5 separate regions of the Mus musculus genome follow, and all the other regions are linked to region 2. A link is a contact called in public Hi-C, HiChIP or PLAC-seq and promoter capture Hi-C data. All regions are on one chromosome and are shown on one strand. Each heading gives the region's core, a stretch centred on a gene start, on an enhancer-like site or on the middle of the called end of the contact. The rest is flanking DNA. Distances are from core to core; before and after follow the strand shown.

Region 1 (2,806 bases), core at 116-2,615, 420 kb before region 2:
CCACTCCAGCCCCATCAATAAAATATTTTTAAAACCAAGAAAAGAATGTATTCTGACAAGTCACTGTAGCTTGTCTGCCCTGCTGACCTTAGTTCAGAGGCTTCATGGCTCCATCAGTAGCTCTTCTTTGAGTTGGAAGTCTACTCTTAGACCAGATAGGTAGCTGTGTTTGACCTGTTCCTCACCCTCCTCAGGCTACCAAGCTAACTGGCATGGTCTTCTCATAGCCCAAATAGAGATGCAGGTGGGTTGGAGTTAGAATGGGTTTGGAATTGACACAGTGTGTCTCTGCCCAAACACCATCAGTCAAAGCAAATCACTGGACCATGTCCAATGTCAAGGTGTGGGGTCATGGGCTCTGCCTACATGAAGCCAAAGGGTGTGAATGTGGGGATAAGAAGAACCAGTATTCCTTCTGCTACAAGTCAGAATAGATAACTCATCGCTACCTGAAGGAATTCTTATAAAGTATCTTTTGTTTGTGTTTTTCTGTCTTAGCTTGCTTTCTACTGTTGTCATAAAACACCAAGACCAAAAGCAACTGAGGGGGGGGGGAAGGTGTTTGTTTGGCTTACTCATCCTGACCCATCCAGAAAGAAAGTCAAGGGAAGAACTCAAGGCAGGAACCTGGAGGTAGAGGCAATCCAGATACACTGTTTAATGGTGTTCAATACCTTTCTCGTACCTTCCTGGACCACCTGCATAGGGGTGGCACCGTTTGTAGTGGGCTGGACCTTCCCACATCAACCATTAAGAAAATATCCTGCGGGACTTGCTTATTTGATGAAGGCATTTTCTCAATTAAGGTTCATTTCTTCCAGATGATTAGTTTGTGTCAAGTTGCCAGTGGCTACTACACTACAATATCATTTGAAGTTACATTTGAACTGTTGTGAGTGACTAGAAGACGACGAAGACGACACTTGCCAAATGATGGGGTTTGTTCAAAACTTGGTGACCTCTAACATCTTATGATTTCCCTTGTGTGGGGAAAAAAAAAAAAACCCCAGCCGAGCATGAAACCTCCATTGACATGAGATTGCCTTGTGATTTTGTGCTTGCATCTGTGGTCCTGCTTTGACTTCTCAATTCTCAATCCCTGGAGTTCAAAGTGCACACCGCTTGTCCCAAGCCTGAAACGAATGGCAATTGGAGGTGCCCCTGAACAGCCTGTAGTGAGTGAACTGAAGCGGGGGGGGGGGGGGGGGCGGTGCTGGCGGGGACTTGGGGGAGCGTGGAGGAGTTACGGGTGAGAGAAGAGCGTGGAGGCCTCGTGGGTCGTCCTGGAGGCGGGTCCCAGCCAGATGTGCTCAGTTGCCACGCCCTCGCTGGTGCACCGGAGCGCTTCACCCAACAGAGTATCTCTCCAGGGCGCCCCCAGCCACTCACAGCTCCAAACGTTCCCCAGCTCTCCACCTCTGCGCGGGCTGCCACAGAGCCTGCCAGCTGCGCGCAAAACCAAGGTCCTGACCAGCGAAGCAGAGAAGAGGCGGTGGCCCCTCTGTTTCGTAGGTCCTGAGGGGCTCAGGACAAGAAAGGAGCCCACCCCCGGCCAGTATGCAGCCGCCCTGGGGCCTGGCGCTTCCTCTGCTGCTCCCCTGGGTGACAGGTGGAGTAGGGACCAGGTGAGTGTTCGCATTGACCCTGGTTCCCCAAGCCTGAACGCTCCTTTTGAAGCCCTTTGTCGTTGACCAGCATATGTAAGGGGTACCTAGGTGCTGGGGTTGAGGTGTCTGTGCGTCTTGGGATGCATTTCACCAGGACACCGCACCGAGTGCCCACCAACTTTCTTCCCTGCGTCCCTTGGGTAAGGTTTAGCCTCGGGTGGTCTGTGGATTCCGTTCCCCACTTGGCTGAGTTTGTCTTGTCTGGCGGATGGGGGGAGGGGGGAACTGGGCGAATAGATCTTGGCTGTGTTTGGGATTTGGTGCTCTGCAGCCACCTCCGGTGCAGGCAGATGAGTGAGTACCTGGCACGGTGTAAGTTTAGTTCCTTCCACTGCCCCTGAAGGACGCCCACTGATTACCAGTCGTTAGTTTTGCTAGGGAAGGAATGAAGAAAAACAGGAGGATGCAGAGCGCGCATTTTCCGCATTTATTGTTGAGCGCTAAAGCAGCTCCTTGCTGGGCTCCTGCTCTAGCTGCCTTTGGATTCGGGGTGATGAACTGGAAAATATGCGCTGGTAAAAAGATAGCTGAACCCATCCTTGTTTTTGCCACTTCCTTCTATTCATGAGCTTTTCTGAGCCCCAAAATATTTCCCTGTGAGAGCTACAAAGCCACATAGTAAAAGCACATAGGCATAGTGTGTCATGTAGACCAAGCAACTTTCAGACCATTAACCCAGCAGAAGTCCTTAGTCCCTGTGGCTTCAAAGTATTATTATCGTTGCCATCCCTGTTTTGAAGGGGTGAAAAATTAGGCCGCGTAACCTGTCCAAAGAGACAAAGCCAGTTAAGTGGCAGAGCAGGAACAACCCTAGTCAATGTGGCCCATCCATCATCCTCCACACTGGAGTAGGGCAACCTTTCAGGAAGACTCCCTAGAACACACACACACACACACACACACACTCACACTCACACTCACACTCACACACACACACCCTTCTCTACCATTATGGCTTGCTTCTTCCTTGCATGTCTGCCTAGGGTCTCTGTGCTGCAGAGCTAAGGATCTTTGGGATGACTTAATCATTTGTTGGTGTGGCAGGCTCTCCTGTGTTCCATGGGAAGTATAACAGCATCTCTGGCTGCTATAAAATGCCAGTAACAGCTTGGACACTGCCACCTACCCAAGTCGGCACA
Region 2 (2,700 bases), core at 156-2,655:
CCGTGCTCCCCCAAATTATTAAGGGGCAGTAACTAAAAACAACAATCAGTAAGAAGTTCCAAATGTCTAAATATATTAATATATTTCCAGTTCATCTGGCCTTAAATGTTACAGTCTGCATCTGATTGTCCAAGTGCTTTATGAGTGGATTTCCCAACATAAAGAAGTAATTCTGAGAGTTCTATAGTGTGCTTGAGAACTCTTATCTAACCTCTAGCTATGTTTAATTTCCTGCCATCCTTCTTATCTTAACTTCTCCTTAAACGCTGGACTTGAAGAAACACCAATAAGCCTCTGCCATCTGTAAAACAGTTTCACGATGGAAACGCCTGCCTCTCTGCAACTTGGGTTGATTTTTCCCCCCAGCCCAGCAGTCAACAGAAGGGATCATACACTTTACTGTGAACTTGCACGTGTTAGATTTACCCAAAGCATATACACATGGTTTCTCTTTCCACTGCCATCCCAAAGACACTGTTATCTTGACGAATCATGCTAGCATAAATTGTACTTTCAAACAGTATCACAATCTCACAATTCATAGAGGCTTTGTGTCTGTAACTTTTAGTCTTAAGATTTTGAGTAATGTTCTGGCTTTTAGTTAAAAAACAACAACAAAACAAAAACCAACAAACAACCCCCCCCAAGCAAATAAAAACCCCAACAACAGTGGAGTCCAGAGCCTAATTTGTGCAACGAGTTTGTAACAATCATTTCAGAAAAAAAAAGGGAAAATGGTTCAGAACTCTGGCTACCCACAGCAACTGTCAAATGTTCTTAAGATAACATCAACTAAGAATTCTGACCTACAGAACTCAAAAGTTGCAAGGGGGGCGGGGGAGAAACTCAGGTTTTTGTTGTTTTGTTTTTGTAAATGAGCCAGTAGCTTAGACATCTCTGCAGAAACGTGTCCTGACAGACTTCCTGCAACATTGTGATCCACAGCACGTTTGAATTACACTGTGAGTTAAAACAAAACAAAACAAACAAAAACCCCAAACCTTCCCATGCTTGAGCCTCACTTCTCAAGATCTGAACTGGAATAGTCTGAGGTGGGGGCCTGGGAACAGAATTCTCAGCAGGCACCCAAGGATTAGGAAGCACATAGGGCTTGAGAGCATAAATTAGAACTAGTTTTAACAGTCTGTCAGGGGTTGGGACTCTCACGGGTCTAGGCAACCTCCTCGTGCTGCCGGGTGATGGTAATTAAAGCCACAGCATGAGCGCCAAGCCAGTACTCCAAGCTTCAGGAGTCCGCCACGCTATTCCCTTACTCCCCAAAAGCAACCCATCAGCCCCCGAAGTCACCTCGTGGGCACGCAGCTGGCAGATCTCGGGCGGTGGGCAACAACGGACCTAGCTCTGGTGGTGGGGAGGAGGAAGGGGCGGGAGAAGTGGGGGAGTGACACAAGGAGAGCGGGAGGCTCGGGTTGCCTGGGCAACAAGGAGCTCGCTTCCGGTACGGGGCTTGAAAGACGGAAGTCCCGCCTTATCCGTGACGTAACGTCGTGTCAGTGGCTACACAGAGTCAAGGGCGGCACAGGAAGCGAATTCGTTTGTTTGGGCGGTCCCGGCAGCTAGCTATTGGGCACTAGGGGATCAGAACTGAATTGCACCCTCAGCTTTCGGTTATTATTATTATTATTTCTTCTTTAGCTTTTACTTTCTTTTCACTTTCTTAACTAAAATGGAAGGTGAGAAATTGTTTTGAAAATACAGATTCACTCAGATCTGTGTCAGCTTGACATTTATGAACCTTAATTTGTACCTAGTGTTTCTGTCATTATAATCGTCAGCAGTACATGCCCTTCTAGAGTTGCACAAGAGTCCTTAGTAACCAAAGATGAACTACTAGAAGGCCAAGTGGGCTTATTTGGCAAAATGTGCCATATTTTGCAGGAATTTATTACTAGGAAAACCAGATTTGGACCAGATGCATGGTTATTCCAAAAAGTGAAAATAGGAAACAATTTAAATGCCAAAGGCTAAGATAATTAGGCAATGTCAGTAGTGGGACATTATTACCTTATCATTCCTGTAATATTGGTGAATCAAAGTAGTATAAAAGAATATTTAGCAAACATATACCAGATGTCTACTATATGCTAAGTATCTGCAGTGTCTTGTAGCTTCAAGGCACACGTGATTTTGAGGTACTTAAATGTGAGAATTTTCGATGTGCTTAACTAAATTCCACAGTACATTTTAAAGAGTTAATATTGAAAAAAAAATACGTGAACTGTCTAGTTGTTGTTGACACTGTCTCACTTTCAGCTGGGTCGAAGGTCATCATCTTGCCCTGGCTGGTTTGAATTCCCAGAGATCCACCGGTCTCTTGACTGTTGGGATTACAGGCACGCGTATCAACAAGCCTGCCTTAACTAACTCACATTTTAAGCAATCTTAACCTGGCAGTGGTGTAGCTTCATTGATAGAATGTTTGTCCAGCATGAATGATGCGCTGGATCATTCCTTTATAACATCTCACATCTGGGCATATTGGCGCATCTGTAATCCTAGAATTCTGGGCATGGAAGCAAGGTTGTTGTGGCTACACAGTGAATCTGAGGTCAACCTGGGATGCATGAAGCTGTTTGAGGAAAAAAAAAATCCTTGCCTTAGGGAAGGAGAATTTACCTTAAATGAAGAGTAAAATGAATTCCATGTACATATTTTAATATTTATGTACATATTTTAATA
Region 3 (2,700 bases), core at 24-2,523, 450 kb before region 2:
TTTTTGAGCCAGGGCCTCTCACTGGACCTGAAGTTCACCTATGCATCGAGACAGGCTGCCAGCAAGCTCTAGGAATCATCATTCCTCCTCCTTCGGGCTGGCCTTCCAGGCATGCCCAGCTTTTCAAATGGGTGCTAGGGATCCAAAATCCAGTCCTCATGCCCAAGAAGCGCCTATTTGGCCAATTAAGCCATCTCCTCAGTCTTGAGACGGACTGACTTGTACATCAACTCTGAATGTGATCTCAAATGGAAATGGGTGATTCCTAAGCAAAAAGGCATAAGAAAAATGTCTGGCCTGGCCTATGACCATCATCTGGATGTATCTTAGACACCTCTAGCTATAGAAAACATTAGTAACCCAGGGGCCTGGTGGCTGTCTCTGCAATCTATCAAAATGTGTACACCCAAGTCACTTTTCCTGCTGCTGATTGAGTTGGGACATGATTTAAGAGATCCACTGTTAAGAGAAATTACTTTTCTTCTGACGGTGGACTCTGAGACCAAAATACTCAGGCCACTCTGCCACCCTTCTTGGTTGTATTCTAGGATGCTCCAAGCAACCTTCCTCCCTTCTGTCCTTCACACACTTCCACTCCAGCATTGCCTAACATTGTCTATATTTTCTCCCGTGGGCATTGTCCCTAATATAATCCTTGTTCCCTTTCTGACCGACCAAGCTTAATCCATACCCCTCTCTAGGTCTTACTTCGGTTTGCTAGCCCAGGTGTGAGTTTTCTCCCATGCTGTTTTGCATTTTGCCAAGGACCAGCCTCAGCTTGGAGAAGGGTTCTCAGAGTGTTTGAGAGCAGAGAAACAAATGATTCAAAGTCATCTCATGGGTTACTAGCTGGTGGCCTACGCTCTGCTCAAACCAGCTTTCTAGCCAGTTTTCTCTCTGTTCTGCTTTTCCTGGGGATCTCCAGATAGCTCTTTCTCGATTTTCTCATCGAGACAGATTTCCAAGTAGTTCTCTCTTGTTCTAAAACACTCTCTGGACAGCTCATCTAGTGGAGAGCATAAGCCCACTCTTTTATTTTACATATCAATTCAGTCATTCACTGCAGGTTTCCTTTTGATTATTCTACAAATCAGCACCCAAAGACATCAGACCCTCAATTCTCATTAGACTGCAAGCACACATTTTTTTTAACCTTTCAAAAGAATCCAGAGATCTGCTTGCCTTTGTTAAACACTGGGAATAAAATAGCTGGGTGGAACCCCACCCTGAAATTACCGTTTCTACCTTGCCTGGCCCTGGACCTAAATTCCTTCTGTCTCAGGCTCACTTTGAACTCAGGAATCCGGCTGCCTTTGTAAGTATAAGCAAAGAAACTGAGCGGGATGGGATCTCCTGAGATCTCTATCTCCTTCCTTAGCATCTTTCTGACAACTTGGTCCTCAGTGCAGCTGCTTTTGCTCCTTTAGTTCCTTGAAGCCCCTCATCTAATTCATATTACATCCTTATATTTTGCATAGTTGAAAAATTGTATACTTTTGGATTCATGAATTTGGAGCTCTTTCCCACAGCCTTAAGGGTTGTCCTGAAGGTCCCATCGTTCACCATTTTGCTGAGACATTAGACACTCTTTCACCTCCCGGACTCATGCTGCCTCTGATTACCATGGAGACATTAACATTAACAAGTAGGGTGGCATTCCATAAAAGAGGAATGAGGAAATACGTGCATTATTATACCAACAAGCCTTACACCCAAAGCAGCCATGTGGAGGCCCATACGCTGGTGACCCTGTTCCAGGGGCTGGGACCATATCATTCCAACCCTATCAAAGCTATGCTGGACTCAGCAGCATTTCAAGCCAGCTTTATTGGAACGGTAAGTTTTTTCATCCAGATTCTCTGTTCTGATTATTAACAAACCTTAGTCTTTTTCCTCAATCATTTCTGTTTGTGGTATACCCTGCCTGTGATGATTGTTGTGCTGGCTAATTTTATGTCAATTTGATACAAACTAGAGTCATTAGATAGGGGAAAACATCAATTGAGAAGATGCCTCCATAAGATAAATCTGTAGGCAAGCCTATAGGACATTTTCTTAAATGGTGATCCATGAGGGAGGTCTCAGCCCAATGTGGAAGGTGCCATCCCTGATCAGATGGTCCTGGGTTATATAAGAAGGCAGGTTGAGCAATCCCTGAGGATCAAACCAGTAAGCAGCACTCCTCCGTGACCTCTGCATCAGCTTCTACCTCCAGGTTCCAGTTCTGAATTTCTGTCCTGACTTCCTTCAATGATAAACAGTTATAAGGAATGTAAGCAAAATAAACCTCTTCTTACACAGTTTGCTTTCAGTCATGGTGTTTCATCTGTTTCATAACAGTAACCCTAACTAGGATTTGGTTGGGTTTTCTTTTTATGATTTAGATTCTGCCAGGTGTGGTGGCACATGCCAGTCTAAGACTCTGGCTAGCCTTAGCTTACTGGGGACTCCCTGAGTGAACGGCTCAGAGCCAGGAATCGACACAAAAAGCAAGAGGAGTTTATTATTCCAACATGTTAGGGGTGCCCTGCACATGGGGAGAGAACGACCATGCACAGCCCGTCCAGTGAGCCTTTACACAGTTCCCCAGGCAGCAGCCATTAGGCACAATGTGATTGGCAGAACAGTGTGACTTTTAAACTGATTGGTCTATAGGGAATAAGGTGGGTGGCCAACAGTCTTGGTACATGTCTATGAGCT
Region 4 (2,758 bases), core at 95-2,594, 310 kb before region 2:
CTGCCTCTGCCTTCTGAGTGCCCGGTAAAAAGACACCACCACACCTGGTTTGAGAAATCATTTTTTATATGTAACTTTTCAACATATGATTATTTAATAATATAATTACTAATAGATTACTTATAAAATATATACATTACTGAGATTTCACATTGATAATGGGTTAGAGAAAATATCAACATTTCGATGATTTAAATGTCAGTTAATGGATAAATTGTGTACTATTTCATTCTGTTTTTCCTTGTATGTGAAAAGCATAGTCATTTTTCCCTTAGAGAAGGTCTCATATAGCCTATGTACCAACTCCCTATGTGCCATGAGGATCTTGAGCTCCTGTCTCTGCTTCTAGAATGCTAGGCTTCTGTGATGTCGGGGTTGGAACCATGATTTCATGTATGGTGGACAAGCACTCGACCTTGACTTGTATCCCAGCTCACTTTTCCATATGCAACAGATTTGTATATCGATAAACCTTTACTCAGATGTCCGTGGGGGAAATATTCTGCACACATAAAAATAGATTCCTTTTTATAAGAAAAAAAATCATTGAAATTCAAACTGGAACTCAGTATTTATTATGAGCCTTATTTTCATAATTATTCTAAAATCATACTTGTGAGAAACTTTGCTAACTGTAATCTTTCTGGCGCCTGATGAAAGGTTATTACTTGAAAATGGCTCCACAAAGAGGCAGACATTATGTAAATTGTTGTGGATCACGAAAGTGAATGTCTTCTCTTAGAAACTAAACATAATCTATATGTTTATGGGGAGCTAAGAATCTTTCTTCCAGGGACTTTTATTTTTACCACCTATGTACTCAATTCCTCATATAAATCAAAGGAATACAAACACCTCTGACCCTATATTTTGCCATTATTATTATTGTTTTGTTTGTTTTTCGACACAGGGTTTCTCTGTGTAGCCCTGGCTATCCTGGAACTCACTCTGTAGACCAGACTGGCTTCAAACTCAGAAATTTGCCTGCCTCTGCCTCCCAAGTGCTGGGATTAAAGGCGTGAGCCACCACCGCCTGCTTTTTTTTTTTTAAATGGTGCAATACTGCTACGTCATAGTACTCATATGTTCTCTACTTTAAACTTTAAGAATAAATTATTATTTTGTGACCACTGTTAGAAGAAACGCAGGTGGGAAGACCAGAGCAGCAGCTAGTACAAAGAAAAACTGCGATCTTGCAAAGCAGTCTGTGGGAAGAGCAGATTCCAGACTTCCTGGCTCAGTCTTCCTTGGGCCTAATTCCTGTGATCCAGACTAGGATCTTAGCCTTAGCGGTTGGGCTCGCAGCCGCAGGCCACGCCCACAGGAAAGACCCCGACCTACAGCTCCTGGCCTGGTGCTACCGCCACAGGCCCCTCCCCGCAGCTCCTGGCCCCGCCCTAAAGACTTAGGTCCCGCCCCTGACCCGGGTCTGGTTTTACCACTCCAGACCCTGCCTCACTGCCTCAGGCCCCGCCCCGTCGCCCCACTGTCAAGGCCTCGCCCCTCCGTCTTGGCCCCGCCCCGGCCGCCCGCCATATTGGTTCTTCTGCCCCAGTCGCTCCCTCTTGGAAGCGCTCTCGACGTTCCGGAGTCTCTGGCCTTCTTCCTGCCCTGGTTGCACCCAGGCGTGTTGGCGAGCCGCCCCCAGGACGTCCAGTGTGTGTCTGCAAGGTGAGCGGGGGTCATCCTTCCATTTGAGGTCCGGCCAGAGCTGGTTAAGAGCGCGCGTAGCCTGAGCTGAGCTGCTGGAGCGGAGGGCCGCCGGGGCGGCGGGCGAGCCAAATTGGCGCGGGTCAGTAGATTGCTGGGCAACAGGGGTAGTTAGCTTGTCCCCAAGTCTCCTGAAAATTCCTACGTCAGTAGGAAGAAAGACGGGTTTTCACATTCAAGCACGGGAAGAAGATCACACACCCAACCACTCGGGACATACACGCGCGCGCGCACACACAAACACATACACGCAGACCGACCGATCGGCCTTACTAGAGAGGAAGAGATATCCCTTCCAAAAACATCATCTCAGGAAAGAGATATACCCCAAATACTTGGGAATAGGATGGTGGAACGATGCTCACGGGACCAATGACATTACCTGGGTACACACTTACACATTAGTCTTTCCCCTAACCACACGGGGACACCCACATACTCGAGACCAAACCTTGCGCCACAGTGACTGACTAATGCTGGGGAAAGCAAGCTTGTGTTATTTGAGTTTGGCGACCTCTGACATACTACCCTTTGACCCACTCAGGTGAGAGAGCTTGGAAGATAAAGCCAGGGCAAAGACCTTGTAGGCGGTTGGGAACATCGTCAGATATCAGATCTTGGCCGAGGTTTCAAAATCGCGTTCCTTTCTTCCTTCCATCTTAGTGAAAAGACCAGAGGAGACTTTTAAGTACTGACCAAATGGTTGGTGAACGTATTATGGTTCTGTTTTGTTTTGTAAATGATGACACATCCCGTGATCATACTTCTTTTGAGGAATAACTTCTGCAAGTTTCCAAATTGGCACGTGACCAGTCTTTTCACAGCGTCCTCATAAAATCAACAGACTGAATTTGGTTTTTGTTTTGTTTTGCTGGTACAAGTTTTGTCTTTTTCCTTGCTAGCACCACTGCAATGGAAAATCCCTACACTGCCTGAAATCTCAACTAGAATTGAAGGAAACCCAGGGCTTTCAACTAAGGACTATTTACCTTTTTCTTTTCGTTCTTTTTCTTCCATTGCTGGAGCCCAAACCTAGGGTCTTGTGCTT
Region 5 (2,717 bases), core at 36-2,535, 360 kb before region 2:
AGGGGGACACTCTGAGCAAGGGGAGGACCTAGTGGAAAACTAGGCCAAAGGTCTTTAAGGTTTCTCTAAGAATAAAGGCAAGGGGGACGGGGCAGGAGAGACCACATAAGATTGGATCATTTGAATACTTCCAGAAGGCCTTAAGAAAAGTGGTTCTCAACCTCTCACAGGGTTACATATCAGATATCCTGCATATCAGCTATGTACATTATGATTCATAACAATAGCAAGTTTATCGTTCTAAAGTAGCAACAAAATGATTTTATGGTTGGCGGAGCCAGGGGTCCTGACAGGAACGTTGAGAGCCACTACCTTAGGGGCACAGGGGCTATCTATAACTATCTGGTTTGGAGATGTTGTAGGGCAGGGGAAATACTGATTTGATGTGTGTGTTGGTCTGCTTTCTCTCACTATTACGGAATACCTGAACCTTGTAGAGAGGGGTGTGACTTAGATGTTCTATGTATGGCTGAGCATCCCACAAACACTTGTTTCTGAGCTTTGTTTTCAGTCTCTGGCTTGAGTTTTGTAAACAGCCTGTTTCATTCCCTGCTTTGCGGAACCATCTTTCTAGCCCCTACGGTTTTATTCTCAAAGATTACAACAGAATTTGTTGAGCATGCCTTTATAGACTCAAAAAATAGGTTATGTGGAGAGATGGCTCAGTGGGTTAAGTGCAAGTGCTGCTCTTGCAGAGGTCCCGGCTTCTGTTCCCATTCACGCAGTAGCTCAGAATCATCTGTAACTCCAGTGCCAGGAGATAATAATGCCCTCTCCTCCATGGGCACCAGGCACACACATGGTGCACAAATGTACCTGCAGGCAAAACATGCATACACATAAAGTTTTAAAGTCTAAAAAAAGAAATAGTGTATCTGGTTTAATCTACACCTGCAAGCTTGCCAATTAATATGATCTATATTCTACTCGCCTAAACCCATGACATTGCCTTCCAGAGTTGCAAATTAGCTACTGTTGTAATGTTCTTAATGGTGCTGATCTTTCTTTCTTTCTTTCTTTCTTTCTTTCTTTCTTTCTTTCTTTCTTTCTTTCTTCGTTTCTTTCTTTCTTTTTTTTTTTTATGCAGACTTAAACATCTCAGTTGACTGCAGCTTTGATCTTGGGGTCTGTGATTGGAAACAGGATAGAGAAGATGATTTTGACTGGCATCCTGCTGATCGAGACAATGGTATTTAAATTTCACTACAGCTTGTTCCGGGAGTAGAGAAGGCTGTTACTACTTACTAGATGCTAATGCCTGTTCCTGCTTAGGTCATGGTTGTTTACCATCTTTGGGAACCTTCGACCTTCGGGTGGCCTCTGATGGATGAGTAACTTGGTATAGCGTCGACTTCCTCCTCATCCTTCTCTTTCCCACATGACCCAGGAAATGTGTCCCAGTGTGCCTCTTTTATATGTACCCTCTTCTTTCTGAGAGAGGGAGATGGGAAGGAGAGGAAGGTGGGGGGATGAGGGGGTCTCTGAGACCTCCCTTTGTGCCAGCTTGCCAGCCACAGTCCTCTGTAGTTTTCATTTTACTTTTTTGATAGAAAATAAATCTTTTAAAGGTAATAAGACCTCTATCTACACTGGAGCTATAGTAGAGTTATCTCTCCGATGAGGATCAAAATCACTATGAGTGTAAAGGTAATGATCTAAACACAAGACTTTCTCATCCTTTCTATTATCCAAGGAATTCATTCTGACCACCTGGCCTTGGATTGTTCTCAACATTAGTTCTGAGCCATAAACTTCCTGGCTTTTGTGGTGTCTGTTTCAACTTTGTTGATGGGCCCTGGGTCCCCCTTGCGTGGAGTACTTGGCTTGCAGACACTGGAACACATATTGAATCCTGATCTCATGAAGACCAGCTACGTAACTGCAACAACTGCTATACATCTCCAGACGCCATGTCCTCACCAGTAGAATTGTATTTCCTTTGGGATATACAGGCTCAGCCTTGAATTAAAACATATTCCTTAGAATAAATTCCTTCCCAAGTTATTTCCTTGCAAGCCTGCACCAGCAGTCAGGAAGCTTTGATCTCTACCAAGAACCCCTGTTAGAGCTAGCAATTGGGGTAAAAAGAAAATATCCCACACATTAGTCATTCTAGTGAGCCCATCACTAAAGATTCAAGGGCAGTGGACAAGTTTAACAAGATGGAATGCATCTTTGGAGAAACTGTCTTGAAAATGAACACAAGATTCTCCTTTTTATTTTTTCATCATGGGATTGTAGATATTGGTGCTACCAGAGCTATAGTGCTTGGGGACCCCCAGATTGATGACAGCTCACCTGGTCAGCATTGTCTTACATTGACTCTCCCACCAATGAGAAGTCTTCTGTTTGCAAACACTCGATTTGCAAATAACCCCTATGTTCTCAGTTTCTGGGGTACTCACATCATAACTTCTCCCTTCCAACAGCTCCACCAGGCCTCTGCATAGTCTTGACTTCCCCTACAAAGCTAAATGTACATGAGAAAGATCGGATACATTACTATTGTTGGAGGGATGAACCCTCAAGGAAAGCTGAAAGCAGGCTTTAGCTGGGATTGAAGAGCTCACAGAAGAGAGGTTTACTGGATAAAGTACAGGATGCCTTTATTTGAGATAAATAGACTTCTTAGTATGAATTAAACATGTTTATTTCACATTCAAACTTCACCAGGCATCCTGGAGCTTTGCTTAATGAATGCTCTTGCTCATCCTCCT

What was found. Promoter capture Hi-C pulls out the DNA fragments that hold promoters and counts their contacts. Hi-C and Micro-C count contacts between places; a contact is called where the count stands out from the background. HiChIP or PLAC-seq counts read pairs in DNA pulled down with a chosen protein or histone mark.
Region 1: an H3K4me3 HiChIP or PLAC-seq map of pro-B cells shows a contact between it and region 2, with 6 times the contacts expected there. The contact joins the promoter of Egfl6 here to the promoter of Gemin8 in region 2. A contact is called at or near these places in 8 of 39 promoter capture datasets (the 3T3-L1 cell line, 3T3-L1-derived adipocytes, cranial neural crest and 3 more), 4 of 115 datasets of contacts at active chromatin or transcription factors (embryonic stem cells and pro-B cells) and 2 of 9 other capture datasets (adipose tissue and liver).
Region 3: a promoter capture Hi-C map of embryonic stem cells shows a contact between it and region 2, with 3 times the contacts expected there. The contact joins the enhancer-like site here to the promoter of Gemin8 in region 2. A contact is called at or near these places in 6 of 39 promoter capture datasets (the 3T3-L1 cell line, the C10 cell line, cranial neural crest and 3 more), 1 of 15 datasets of contacts at CTCF or cohesin (pro-B cells) and 8 of 115 datasets of contacts at active chromatin or transcription factors (embryonic hindbrain, embryonic stem cells, large pre-B cells and 1 more).
Region 4: a promoter capture Hi-C map of erythroid cells shows a contact between it and region 2, with 50 times the contacts expected there. The contact joins the promoter of Rab9 here to the promoter of Gemin8 in region 2. A contact is called at or near these places in 20 of 39 promoter capture datasets (the 3T3-L1 cell line, 3T3-L1-derived adipocytes, the C10 cell line and 14 more), 1 of 15 datasets of contacts at CTCF or cohesin (pro-B cells), 6 of 484 Hi-C or Micro-C datasets (CD4 T cells, CD8 T cells, the N1E-115 cell line and 3 more), 11 of 115 datasets of contacts at active chromatin or transcription factors (the 230-238 cell line, embryonic forebrain, embryonic hindbrain and 5 more) and 2 of 9 other capture datasets (adipose tissue and liver).
Region 5: a contact with region 2 is called in a Hi-C map of embryonic stem cells, with 4 times the contacts expected there. The contact joins the enhancer-like site here to the promoter of Gemin8 in region 2. A contact is called at or near these places in 7 of 39 promoter capture datasets (the 3T3-L1 cell line, embryonic stem cells, erythroid cells and 3 more), 7 of 484 Hi-C or Micro-C datasets (the AML12 cell line, the C10 cell line, the N1E-115 cell line and 2 more), 2 of 115 datasets of contacts at active chromatin or transcription factors (large pre-B cells and stem cell-derived neural progenitor cells) and 3 of 9 other capture datasets (adipose tissue, embryonic stem cells and pancreatic islet).

What each region holds. Positions count from the first base shown.
Region 1 is chrX:166,584,275-166,587,080 of GRCm38.p6, reverse strand. Egfl6 (EGF-like-domain, multiple 6) reads left to right here and starts at 1,365. Exons shown (of 12, transcript NM_019397.3): 1 at 1,365-1,625. The coding sequence starts at 1,558.
Region 2 is chrX:166,169,159-166,171,858 of GRCm38.p6, reverse strand. It overlaps Gemin8 (gem nuclear organelle associated protein 8), which reads right to left and starts at 1,405. Exons shown (of 4, transcript NM_146238.4): 1 at 1,309-1,405.
Region 3 is chrX:166,617,699-166,620,398 of GRCm38.p6, reverse strand. No RefSeq gene overlaps it. Among named protein-coding and RNA genes, the nearest start is that of Egfl6, 33 kb to the right of the region's middle. Within about 2 kb of position 1,273, at least 11 of the 459 cell types and tissues checked have an H3K27ac peak or open chromatin away from gene starts, as enhancers often do. A contact at or near this core is called in embryonic stem cells, where this site is marked.
Region 4 is chrX:166,478,453-166,481,210 of GRCm38.p6, reverse strand. Rab9 (RAB9, member RAS oncogene family) reads left to right here and starts at 1,344. Exons shown (of 3, transcript NM_019773.2): 1 at 1,344-1,671.
Region 5 is chrX:166,530,444-166,533,160 of GRCm38.p6, reverse strand. Egfl6 (EGF-like-domain, multiple 6) reads left to right here. Exons shown (of 12, transcript NM_019397.3): 10 at 1,088-1,189. Among named protein-coding and RNA genes, the nearest start is that of Tceanc, 21 kb to the right of the region's middle. Within about 2 kb of position 1,285, at least 9 of the 459 cell types and tissues checked have an H3K27ac peak or open chromatin away from gene starts, as enhancers often do. A contact at or near this core is called in embryonic stem cells, where this site is marked.